2 separate regions of the Siniperca chuatsi genome follow, and region 1 is linked to region 2. The links are chromatin contacts, called in public Hi-C maps. All regions are on one chromosome and are shown on one strand. The core of a region is the stretch at or near the end of the contact, and the rest is flanking DNA. Distances in the headings are between cores, read along the strand shown. Region 1 overlaps ppp1r13l (relA-associated inhibitor). Region 2 holds the start of exosc5 (exosome complex component RRP46).

The links. A called contact is a pair of places that touch in the nucleus more often than the background predicts.
Region 1: a Hi-C map of liver shows a contact between it and region 2, with 2.2 times the contacts expected there. The contact joins the enhancer-like site here to the promoter of exosc5 in region 2. A contact is called at or near these places in 2 of 3 Hi-C or Micro-C datasets (liver and skeletal muscle).

Annotation. Positions count from the first base shown.
Region 1 is chrLG7:26,857,009-26,863,626 of ASM2008510v1, reverse strand. It overlaps ppp1r13l (relA-associated inhibitor), which reads left to right. Exons shown (of 13, transcript XM_044202775.1): 9 at 191-328; 10 at 1,179-1,312; 11 at 1,548-1,714; 12 at 3,200-3,393; 13 at 3,502-4,701. The coding sequence ends at 3,537. Among protein-coding and RNA genes, the nearest start is that of tmem91, 15 kb to the right of the region's middle. Within about 2 kb of position 3,961, the one cell type or tissue checked has an H3K27ac peak away from gene starts, as active enhancers do. A contact at or near this core is called in liver, where this site is marked.
Region 2 is chrLG7:26,817,020-26,823,418 of ASM2008510v1, reverse strand. exosc5 (exosome complex component RRP46) reads right to left here and starts at 1,348. Exons shown (of 6, transcript XM_044202745.1): 1 at 1,192-1,348. The coding sequence starts at 1,288. LOC122879066 reads left to right here and starts at 4,299. Exons shown (of 13, transcript XM_044202739.1): 1 at 4,299-4,429; 2 at 5,689-5,867; 3 at 5,987-6,399. The coding sequence starts at 4,359.

The DNA of each region.
Region 1 (6,618 bases), core at 2,712-5,211, 38 kb before region 2:
GATTATGCATTCAATGCACTGTAAAGGGATATTTTTATGTAACTACTCTACTTGATATGGCAACGATCATTATTATTATTATAAAATGGCTACTGTTACATTTTGTTTTAAATAATTGTGCTGGATGACATTCTCTGCTGTCAAGTGTTTTTGTACTTTATACAAGCTTGCAACCTGTTTGTCCCTTCAGAGCTACCATTCCATTCTGCGGCGGTCCAATCGGGAGCAGAAACGTTCTGGGAAGCGAGCTCGGATCAGCCCACTCATCCTGCTGCTGGATGGAGCGTTGGTCGGAGAACTGGAGACAGTGCAGAAGGCTGTGCAGGAGGTGTGTGGGCCTATACTAATATACAGTACATATACATTATTGTATATACTGTCACTGCCACTACTACTACTCTACTGCAGCTACAACTACTACTCTGCCGCTACTACTGCTCCCAGTAATAGTAATCATACCTAAAATATTAAACCCATTGCACCAAAAATTATATACAATTTTTTTTTTTAATAAACATGAAGCTTTGATTCAGTAAGAGAAACAAAATCATAAGAAATGTAGACAACAAGGGTAAAATCTATTCAAAGAAATGTGCATGATTAAATGTGAAGACTACCAACCATAGTTATATAAAACAATTATTGAAATTAAAGATTAATTATAATTAAAATGAAGGCAATAATGCACTTTGCATTTGTCATTTTGGTTATATTGTTTTCCATATTTACCATTGGTACTAATTCTACATCTTCCAAAAACATTTTAAATTGTTTTTAGCGTTAGCAGCTTCCATAAATACATTTTATAGAGAAAAAAAATCATTCAAACCACTCTGAACTAAGACAGCAAAAGTTGGTGCTCCAGTACTGGATGTAGACTTTAAGAAGCACTATATTTAACTTTCATTCTCTCAGGGAAAGTTTGCTGAGCCTGCATTTCCTTATTCAACACATTCCTGCATCTTTCTCACACAGAAACACATTTGCCTGGAGGTTGCTCATACTTCCATTTCAGCAATTGGGGGTTGAGTGCTGGCTCAAGGTGATTCTGACAGTAGTTTTGAAATGAGGATAAAGTGGACAAAGCCAGTTACAATAGACAAAGACAGAAAAACTTCTTCCTTTAACATCACACTATCTTGAGTGCTGACTCACTCCGTGTAAAATGTTTTCCATAGATGAACGACCCTAGCCAACCCAATGATGAAGGCATCACTGCCCTTCACAATGCCATCTGCGGGGGCCATTACAATGTAGTGGATTTCCTGGTTCGCACTGGAGCCAATGTCAGCGCACCAGACAGCCATGGCTGGTAAATATTTTCTTGTTGTTTTCCACGTATATCCTCTCTCATTGTCTTTGGCCTCCTGTGAAGGTTTTGTGTAACTTGGTACATAAAAGATGGCTTGTTAAATTCTGAGTTTGCCGAGGTGAGGGTTTTGCTAATGGCGTTGTAGAGTTCATAATGTGTCTCAATGTGATATTTTCAGAACAGCAATCTTGTACCCCTAGATGTATTTAATTACCGCCAGTGCTTTGGCCCACAGGACTCCGCTGCATTGTGCAGCCTCTTGTAACGACCGTCCTCTATGTGAGTTTTTGGTGAGGAATGGAGCTGCAGTCATGGCCATGACACAGAGCGATGGCGCTACCGCCTCCCAGAAGTGTGATCCTTACGCTGCTGGGTTTGAGGAGTGTGAGAACTTTCTGAGGGGTGAGGCGATTATACCTACATATGCACCAGCATACTAGCGATTGCCAAACCAGTTCTTTTCAGTGTACTGAATCATTAGACTCTGTTCATTAAAAAGATTCGTTCAAAAGATTTGTTCACTGAATCATTCAGTGCTTGACCGGACCTCCAACTGCATAGTTCCACTCACTGAACTGAAACACGGCCGAATGTTCAATTCTGCTCACTTATAGTGAACTGAGAACGGTCACTCTCGTATTCTGTCACAACTTGGTCTCAGGCAAGCAACACAACAATGCAACCACTCCATAAACTCCATAAACAAACACTGAAGGTCTAAAAAATCTATATAATCCTTACAGCTGTCCTCTTTTCAAAACAGTAACGTTATGTGTGTGTGTGTGTGTGTGTGTGTGTGTGTTCACACACGGCACTGCGTGCAGTAACGTTAAATGTTAGTCTATGCATATAATATCAATCTAGATAGTGTCAGATATCTTGATTGCAGTCCAAGACCAATATTGTTGAATCATTGCAGCTAAATGTTAGCAACCTGAATCAGCTGTGTATTCGCTGTCTTGAACACACCTCAGTCCTCCTGCGAACGAATGGCCTGAATCAGTGAGTGACTGAGAGCTCAACTGAACTGACTGAGAAATGAACGGATCGTTTCAGGAAGTGAGTTCAGTTCAGTTCGTTCACCCAAAAGATTTGTTCTTTTGAACGAATCGTTTGTGAACGATGCAACACTACAGCACACACGCACACACACACTCTCACACACACACACACACCCTATGACACTGCACTATTAAATGTTAATCATAATATAATGAATCATAAATTGACACCATTTGACAGTTGATACACCTACTGGGGCTCTGACCTTTGTACTTACTGTACCGCTGTTAAATGTGATGGGTTTGAGCTTAGTCTCCCATCAGTCCTTCACACACATGCTCATAATATCGCTGATGCTAAAACAACCCATCATAAAAGAAAAAAATCATAAAAGTTTACATTTATGGCTCTTAGCCGATGTTTTCATCCATAATAACTTATAGGGAACATATAGGGTTTGGTATCTTTCTCAAGGACACTGCAACAGGACACATTGTGATGGCAAGCGTTAAACAATATGGGATTTTTGTGCTAATATTTGGTATCCTAAAATATGACTATTTCATACCAAATCTGCATTTTTGGCAGGCTGGAAAAGCCTTTGAAACACTGTTTAGAACACATTACACTAAAACTTTGCATGTGTTCACTGGCAGGCTTATACTACTTTACTGTAAGAAAATAAAGTAGTAACACTTTAAGGAAAAATACAGATTACAGGTTTCAAAATAAAGCTATAGTGATCAAAAACTGATATTATAACCTGTAAACTTTTGGTCAAGAAATACCAGTAGTCTCCCTGTTCACCAGTCCAAACTATCACTTTCTGGTACAGTAAGTGTTAAACGTGCATATATATATCTCCTGCTTACTTTGTAATACCAGGTATGGAGGAGGCCATGGGGGTGGAGAACAGCGGGGTGCTGTACGCTCTGTGGAGCTACCCGGCTCAGGCAGCCGATGAGCTGAGCTTCAAAGAGGGAGACATGGTCACCATCCTGAAGAAACCTGAAGGGTCAGATTGGTGGTGGGCCTCACTCTGTGGCAGGGAGGGCTTTGTTCCAAGCAACTACTTTGGGGTAAGATACTAATTTCTAAAAGAAGGGCTGAACTATTTAGCCTTCACCTCCTGATTTTCTTACCTTTAACGCAGAAAAATTCATGTTAATGTTTTGGATTTTTTTCAGCTTTTCCCGAAGGTTCGACCAAAATCTCTCTGTTAAGTGGACTCTTGATGAACCCTGGTCAAACAGGCGCAAAGGACTGTCTCAAAAACTGTGCTTTACTGCTTCACACTGTTGTTTGAAAGGACTGTGTCTGTGTGATTATGAAAAGGCTGTTGGGCATGAGAAATGTTTTTGATCCGTCAGTCTAGGAGAGTTGAAGGAGAAGTCTCAGTAGTCATTTTGGCCTCACTGAGAAGGATAAATCTTTTTAGAAGACATCATTTGTACTGGCTCTACTGTAGGATATGTTTTTCTAGGAAAGCTACAACTCTGTATTGTGCTAAACCTTTCTGTCAAGCTATGCCTGTCCATCCTAGGTTCTTTTTCTCAGCTGTGTTCTCATTGGCTGGTTAGTAATCAGAATGCAAACAGTGGCTGTTGGTGTTCAGTTCTCTCACCAGCGAGGTCAATGTAGCTGTATGCTGTCAACAAACGTGAGCCATCATTGCTCAATTTAGAAAAGAGCTGCTTCAATCAGAGCAAAATCAACAAATTCATTACTGGAACAGAGTTGTCTGCTGCTACATCAAAGACTCATCGAAAACTCTTAAGTGAAAGAGAGTGGTCAGAAGTTCACATGGAACTTTTATTCTTTTATAATATTTCTAAAATGTACTCTGTGTACATATCACTGTTTTTGCAAATAGTTTATCCGATGTTAGTGTTATTTCCATGCCTACTGGAACTATTGTGTGAAGCTACTTTTTCTGACCATTGCTGATGGATCCTAATAACAACCACATTCATGATTTTACTAGCCAAATATTATTTTTGAAGAGTGATGTTTAATGGTTTTGTGGCTGTAGAATTATTTTTTAATCAGCCACAGCAGAAACGTAACAGCATCTGGCTGGTTTCTACTTGGCTCTAGTCCTTATACACTATGTAGATCCTTTATGCTGCCTATATAAATGAATCTCGTTTGGAAGAGAACGTATGTTTTCTATAACAATGAAACTGTACTTTTTGTGAATGTGTGTGTTTTCACAGTGGTAGAATGAAAGTTTGTTGATGCATTTGTTTTGTGTTTTCTATGTTATCAAGTTTTGAGTGTAACGCTTTTGTTGCTAGGGACTGCTGTACAATTAAGCTGTAACACCTCCCAAGGGGCACACAGTGACCAAAAGTTTAAATGTTCAATAAATACATGACTTACATGTTTTTGGTTTCCATTGAAATCATTTTTCACAGTCATTTGTTTGTGGCTTAAAATAAGACTGAAATGTCCATTACTGACCAGCAGATGACACTGTATAATCATGTATAAATTCAGCACCAGCATAAAATTTACACTTGTCACTACTACCAGCAAGTATAACCTAATATACAGTAAAACACCATTTATTGGGGCTGTTTTGTGCAGTATCAGTCCTCAATGTTGTGTGTTATATTAAACCTTCTTAGCACTTTGTTTCTTTTTCTTTGAAGTTATATTTATTCTCATGTTCTTTCTCCCTCTCCTCTTCTTTTACACCACAGAGCACCCAAGCGACTGCTGTGATTCTTAATGAATCAATTAGCTGCACTATTATGCATAAGGGTAATTACTAAAAAAACTACACACATGATTAATATTTTTTTAATTAAGTCTGACTCAAGCCTTTTGATCTGTAGACTATCTCTACCCCACTGGTATTAAGAAAACACCAACGCTTGTATGCTTCATCACAATCCCTGAGGAAGATTAGTGTCAACGTTGTTTGAAGCTGACTGCTGTTTCCCTTTTAATGTTCTTCTTTTTTTAATTTTATGTAGATTATGAAAACATGATGATGATGGCATACACAGAGACACATACACACATTCACAATTTACTCACAAACACTGTGGTGAATAGTTGTGGTGAGCTAATAGCTAGTGTTTCAGATTTTCTGGTGAATAATTCAGATGATTTAAGTGGAGTCAACTGTCCACTAGCCTATGGCAGCATACATAATGTTTTGCTGAAACAGATCTCCTCTTGGCCATGTTAAGTCTCATCTTTATTCGTAAAATATTTATATTTCTTGATCCAAGTCAACAACTCAACCAAGGAGGTGAGATAATGTGACTTATATCACTGTAGTTTCATTCAGCGGGTTTCTAGGAAGAAATACAATCTCAAAGAGAGGATGAATAAGAAGAGTCACTTCATCAGATTGAATATAATTATTTGCATAGAGGGAATTCAATTTCTTTCATCACAAGTAGCTTTTTGGTTTAGATGATAAAAAAGATGAGTTGCAGTCATTTAAATCAGTGGTTCCCAACATGGGGGTCACAAGAGAAATCTGAGGGGGTTACAATATGATTAAATGGATAAATAAGATAAGAAAAAAACATATTTCTGCCTTACAAATTAGTTTTATATTTTTTTTATTGTGTAAAAGTTTTGCCTCTTCAGACCTCTATAAAACTATTAATATAAAAAAATGAATGAAGGGAACTTGGTTTACTCCTTGAATTTCAAGTGCTCACAAGTCATAGACATGCAACCTATGACAAGAGGAGAGACATTGCTTCGGTTTAAATATTTGAATATTTGCTGCAGAAAACACAACATAATGCAATCCAGTACAATACAGCACTGTTATAACTATTACATTTGTGAATGTTTCCTGTTGAAACAGAAAATTAAACATTGCCCCTCTCTGAGCTCTATCTATTGCAAGGCTATTGAATTAGATAGCTTTACATCATGTGTAGGGATTTCTATTTTTCTGATGACTGAGTCTCAGACACGCTCCTGCCTACAACCACAATGCCCATTTTCCTTTACAAACATTCAGTCGCACTCAAGGCATTTTTTTCTCCCTGTTAACCTTTGATAGCGCTGCACTGGAGAAAGAATTGTATCTGCAGTAGTGAAGATTTTTGCTGAACAGTGATTCTGTTCAAGCAAACCTCATTTGATGCCTCATTGAAACCCCATTATAACCACGATGGAGCAAAATGAACTCTTATTGACATGGTCTGCAGCCAGCTGGTTCAGGGTGGCGGAGGACCGCGGTTACTTGCCCAGTCTGCAGCATGGTTGTACATTTTTGTTTTTATCTTATTCACATTCTCCTCACTCTGTCCAATTCTGCCTCATTGCCC
Region 2 (6,399 bases), core at 99-2,598:
TCATTTAAAACAGAATGAGACAGAGGCCAACCGGCACTTACACTGTACATGTGTGAAATTTAGGACCAATGTTGAAAGAAACTTTTCACTTTTAAGTGTACAGAAAAAGCAACTACAGACAGAGGCCATCATACAAAACAAAATCTTCCCTAACCACATTAAATTAGCCACAGCTATTTTGCTTCCTCAACAGTGATGCATTCAGAGATCAAAAGTTTTAGATGTATAAATTCCAAACTGTACAATGAATGATAGACCTGACCATACAGTCTACGGGCCTGACACTGAGCAATGTACTAACAGATGCTCAGGCCACACGTGTTTTTGTAAACAGGGGACTTAAACATTGAAAGCCAAGGTTTGATTTAAGTTTATGTGCTACATTATGCACTGATGAGTGTTTGGAAGATGGTAATGTTACATCACTGCTGCTTTCAATTTTCACCATGGATGTATTGGTTTTCAATCTGTACAGACTCACGAAACAGGAGCAAACAGCTCAAAGGCTGATAGAAAAGGTTGTGTATCAGGAGTTCTGTTCCAGACAAGAGTTTGACAACATATTTTAGTTATAATGAACTGGAAACCACCTTTTAGGACAGTTACATTGTTGTAAAAGCCCAAACAATTTATGCTTGACATTTCAATCACAAAGTGTGTTATATTTCTACCCAAGTTATGAACTAAAAACTTGTTAACGGCCACCTTAAGTTTCTGCAGCACCACCAAACATGATAGATGTCTGCATCTTCTTGCTTCCAACTTTATGAAACACACCATCAAGTTCACTTTTTTTAAAGTTAGATTAATACGATTCTGTTATATGATGTAAAACTGCTGACAAACAAAACTATATCAATTCAATGAGCAACAGAGCAGAACCTACACACAGACACGAACTAAAAACTTGACAGCCACATTAAGTTTCTGCAGCACCACCAAGCTATTAGATATTTAAGCCAACAAAATTTAACCAAAACAGTTGCTGCTGCTTACTGTTTGATGTGTTTAAACGCAATGACAGGCTAAGAAATTTCAGCAATCAGAAACTCAATTATAATCATTGGTTATACATGGGTTACCGGTAAACCGGGTTTGACTGACGCGGTTCGTTATAACTAGGCTAACAACAGCCCGACTTCTTGCTGCCTTTTACGGCCGACTCCGACTCACATTTCTATGTGTTGTTACCTTGGACGAAGGACGCTGAACCGTCAGGTCGAGACAGTAAACTCTGTTCACAACCAAACTCTCTCAAGGAAACATTTGAAGAGTCGCACACTTCCATCGTGCCGCTGCTATCACGGTGGAAAATTAGTGTGTCGCGGGAGAGTGACGTAATCTGTTTTGCCATTTTTGGGGCCCTTACTGATGACATAAGAACAAGGATGTAATACATACATTTACGAAATGTACCCTTATTGATACCTCTATATAATTCTACTAATCAGTATATGTATCTGTATTACTCCCACTGAAAAATATGTGGAGTTATAGTCTCAAACTTTGACAATCAATATGATCGTTTCATGATAATTTCTGATCGCTTCACCGGATATTATATATAAAATATTCACCGGAAGTGTTAGCATTGCTGCATTGACGTTGGCTTGACGAAATTAATATGTCAGTATGTATCACTGAAAAAACTTAAGTTGCGATCTCTAAAGGTGACCATTAAAGTATTCACATGAAGTGAAGCCGTATGCTGTCATGTTTGCATTGACGCTGCTGACGAATTTAATGTTGCAGTTCGCCACTGTCACCACTGGATGACAAATAAATAAACAAGTAAATAATCGTTATTTTAAATACACCCCCTTCTAAATATAGAAACATAACCTCATCTCCACCTAGTTTGTAAAGCATTTTTGAAACTGAAAATTAAATTAGTAAATTTGAAGGAATTTGAATTTTTTTTTCAGGAAAACTGCTGTTTATCAGAAATAATACCCCGCTTCATCAGTGATAACAGACGGACTGTCGTTTGTTATGAACGTTGGAGGGGCCAAGTGCACATAGATAGCGTTTCCTAGGTTAATATCTGTCATAAACACTTAATCTCCTCACAAATCATTAAAATTACTGATAGTTCCACTTTTTTGCTCTGCAAGGTCTTGCAGCGGTCACTTTTCAGCGCATGCGCAGAGTAGAGTAGCAGCAGAAGTCAGAAATAAACGTGGATGAATCACAGACCATCATAAATATGGACTGTATAAAATAAAACTCTGGCAACAACAAGCTGTCCAAGTCATGATCAGCACTTTTTAGTGAAAAGAAACACTTCTGTTGTTCTGCGTATTTGCAGCGCAAATTGATGAAGATGTTTTTCTTAATTTGCTTGTGTTTTGTCTATTTGCATGTTTTCATAAGTGGCAGTGCGTTTGCCCTTGCCGTATTACAATGATACGGATACAGCAATATGTGAGACAAGCAGTTCCGTTGTACAAAGAAAAGGTTGAACAACTATTTTGACCTTGCACAAGAAGAGGAATCCTCCAAAATCCAGGGGTTGTTTTTTTCATGATTAGCAGTTAGCAGACATTGTGGATTAGTGAGTCCACAACCATAAAGGACTTGACATATTCAATGTATTGCAGTTTGTCAACTAGAGGGCATGGAAGCCGCTTGTTTTATGATACAGGACGTATTTGTCAAGTTACCACAATATTTAAAAGCGGACCCGTGGAATCTGTATAAAGGGGGTTAATTTATATAAAATGGCCTCTGTTGAACAAAAGATCGAGGAAGACAGCAGTTGATTCATTCATATTTTGACTCAATGTTTGGTATCAATCATCAAAAGGTATTGGAATGCTTTTGTACAAATGCAATACAATAGTTTGGCCAGCAGATGTCATATTTTGACTAAACAAAAACACCAAGCACTTCATTGCACCTTTACGACAACTGTGAGGGGGTGAATTTTTAACTCACCTGTTTAAATGATATTAAGGCTTAAAATTACGCGTGATTAAGGACGTGGCCGCTTTGAGTGACAGGTGGGTGATCTCTGGCCTTGCCGCTAAGTGGTTCAGCGACCAGGCTCCCTTCGGCCCGCCTCAGCTCCACCTCTCTGCCCATTTTTGGAGTAGCCGGAGTCGTGGACTGCCAAGATGGCGACACCTTCAGAAACCTACGGGGTGACGTCACTGACACTACGTCCATGTCTACGCTATCGACGCTTCGTCACAAAGTTAATACCTGAGTTTGGACTTTCAGGCAGCACCTCGCAGCGCCCGACCAACAAACTCCACCAAGTCTTTGAGATTAGAGAGGTAGATAGATACTTAATTTGTACCCGGGGGTGGGGGGGATTCTCATGTCACAGCAGCAGTTCACGAACGAACCACACTGAGCAAAGAATAGTGCAATAAAAAATCAAAACACAAGTACTAACATAAGAGTTAAAAGTAAAAAGGTATGGCCTTTAAACATGTGCATGCATACAATGTGCAAATTGCTGTAAGGTGTGCAAAAATGGATGTATTTGAAAAGATGAGTTAGCTGTTGGTAGCACACTCCCATTAAGTATATTGCTGGTTAGGTTTGAAACCCGCCACAGGGTGTCCGGTAAGAGACAGGCAAAGATGGTTGAAATATGGGAGTAACCCGTTTATTTGTCACCACAACAACTCAGTTATGAGTAGAAAGTTGAAAAGTTTACTTAGTTGGGTGTTTTCAGTATGTGTGTGTGTGGTCTTTTTTCAATAGACGCACAACACCCGAACGATGAATAAACTATAGAAGATATAAAACAGAAAAGTTCAGCATCTGTGTCAACGCCCCGCTGGACTCGCTTTCATCTTTGCACTGAGCGCTATGGGCGGGATGATCGCCTGCACGTCGATCCGTGAACGCTGATTGGCTGCTGTGCTGGATGCTGTGCCTCAATCATTCAATCTCGGCAACAGAGAGAGAGAAGTATATCAGAAGGCATATTATTCTGATGAATATAATGGCCTTTTTAACAGTATTAGTTTAAAAGATGCCAGAAATTACTGGACTCTAAGTCCAGTTAGAGTCCAGTAGGACCTCAGCAGCCTCCCTGTCCATTGATGCGACAAGGTGGGGATGAAATACATTAGAATAATGAATGTATATTGGGGTAAATGCATTAGGCAACAGTTTAGTGTTTGTATTGTAAATGCAAGCTCATCAGTAAAAACACAGCATTTCTGACAGAGAAAGAGTGGTGGATGATACATGTGCTGCTTTATTGGGTGTGTAGCATCTCGATTATGCAAATAAACATTACCATTAAGCAATAGTTAGGGTTTCTGAGAAGACGGTGTGCCTGACAGGCTTCGAGCGGGGCGACAACACCCAACTCACAACTTTAGAAACCTGCAGCCAAGATGGCGCAGACGTGCGGGGCGTGTGGTGAGACGAAGTGGGCGCGAGAGCAGCTTTCTGGGCGTGTTGGAGGGTGAGAGGAGTTTTTGGAGGGATTTACTCCAAATACACAACAACCACTTTCCACTCGTGGTTGTACGTTATGGCCATCGACAGTGGTGTTAGTTATAAAAGAAAAGAAAAAAATGGCTAAACTACCCGCACTGTCGACCGCAAGCTAACATTAGCTATCAGAGACAGACATGCCAACTTGTTAAACTGCACTTATGTAACTCAACATAACAGGCTGTGTCGCTTTATTCACATCAGTGGCTTTTTCACATCGTGCATAATGTAACTTAGTATATAAGAAGTAAAGCTTCTTCTGTGTTACAGAAATACTTGCAATTGTAGAGGTGCAACTGTGGTGCATAGTTAGCCATAGTTTTGTAATTTGGGTGAACTGACCCTTTAAAGCTCATCACATGTGGTTTCTCTTCTCATCATATGAAGTTTTCATTTTCATCATGGTTTACTGTTCTGTTATTTAAATGAAATACAAGTTAATTTTACTAAATTTTACTACAATGTAATGTGACCTTAAATAGCTATACATAATAACATACACTTTATCTTAAGACCAAAGCCACAAAGTTACTTGCTAAGCCACTAAACAAGCCACAAGAGTACAGAGATGCAATGACTACACAGGCATAAAGGAGGCGAATAAAACCAACCAATCAGCAGCAACAAAAACTAACAGTACAGGCCCAAAAATGAGCACAATACCAATAATAGAGAATAAATAATAATGCAGCATATTACATCACTACCAGATAGGTTACAACTATAGGTGGCCCTGTTTCCTGAACTACATCATTAATGCCTCTGAGCATTACAGAGTCACGATACAAGGAAAGACGAATTTTAGATAGAGGATAAGAATGCGAAATATCCCCCCACCCCAAACAATTAATCCAAAAGGAGTGCAATTAGGAGTGCGCACATCTGGGTCCCCGAGGCTTGTACGTCTTCCAACTAAAAAACTCCCACAATACTCTGCTGCTCTGATGTCATAGTAGTCTATCAAAGGTCTGCTGCTTATAATTTCTGGGCTTTGTTTACATTAACATTAATCTGACTCCAGCGCAACAGAGAACAAGCCCATCAATGAGTTAACTAGTCCAGCTACAACAAAAATATCACAAATATAGTTTGTACTTTCTGAATTGTCTGATGTAAACTAGCGTAATGTCTCCGAGTTGTAAATCAAATTTAGTTTGTGTCGTACATGATTTAAAAAAAAAAAGTTTTTGTTGTTACAAAATTGAATTTCCCCATCTTTGTCTCTAGGAACTTGCATGTCACAGTGCGCAGGCGATCAGATGGCCGCATGCGTCTGGAGTTGTGCAAAGAGTGCAATCTTTACCACTGTCCCTTCTGCCAGCCAGCCGTCTACAAGCCAAAAGGAGACTATGCAAGCGTTTGGACACATGTAGAAATCCACAGAATGAGGGCCTTGCAACATGGAGGTCAGAATATAAGCTGCTACCTGAGCCTGAAATGTATACAGATAATTTATCCAATCAGTAAGCTGCTCCCCTGTGACATTATATCAATCACTTTCATGAATTTTGTTTTTTCTTGGCAGAGTTTAATATTCATTCGTGCCATTTGCAGTGCAGAGGAGAAAGACATTTTCATTGTCCATACTGCGCAAAGACAATTATAAATCGGAAACAGTTTGGAAGTCATATGGACAAATGTGTGGAAAGTTCAACAGCAGCAGCAACAGGTGTCCAATCTGCTGCTCCGCCTGGCACTTGTGCTCAGCCAGTTATCACAGTCGGCCAGCGTGCCGTCCTCCTGCTCAACCTCGCTCCCCCTTTTCAGCAAACTATCATGATGGGACAGTGTACTGCTACTTCCCCTGCTCAACCAAAATCCAGAGCAGACCAGCATCCTGCTCCACTTGACCCCCCTGTTAAACCAAAATGCACATCAGGCCAGTCTCCTGCTTCACCTGATCGCCTTGTCGAACCCACAACCACAGCGGGCCTGCCT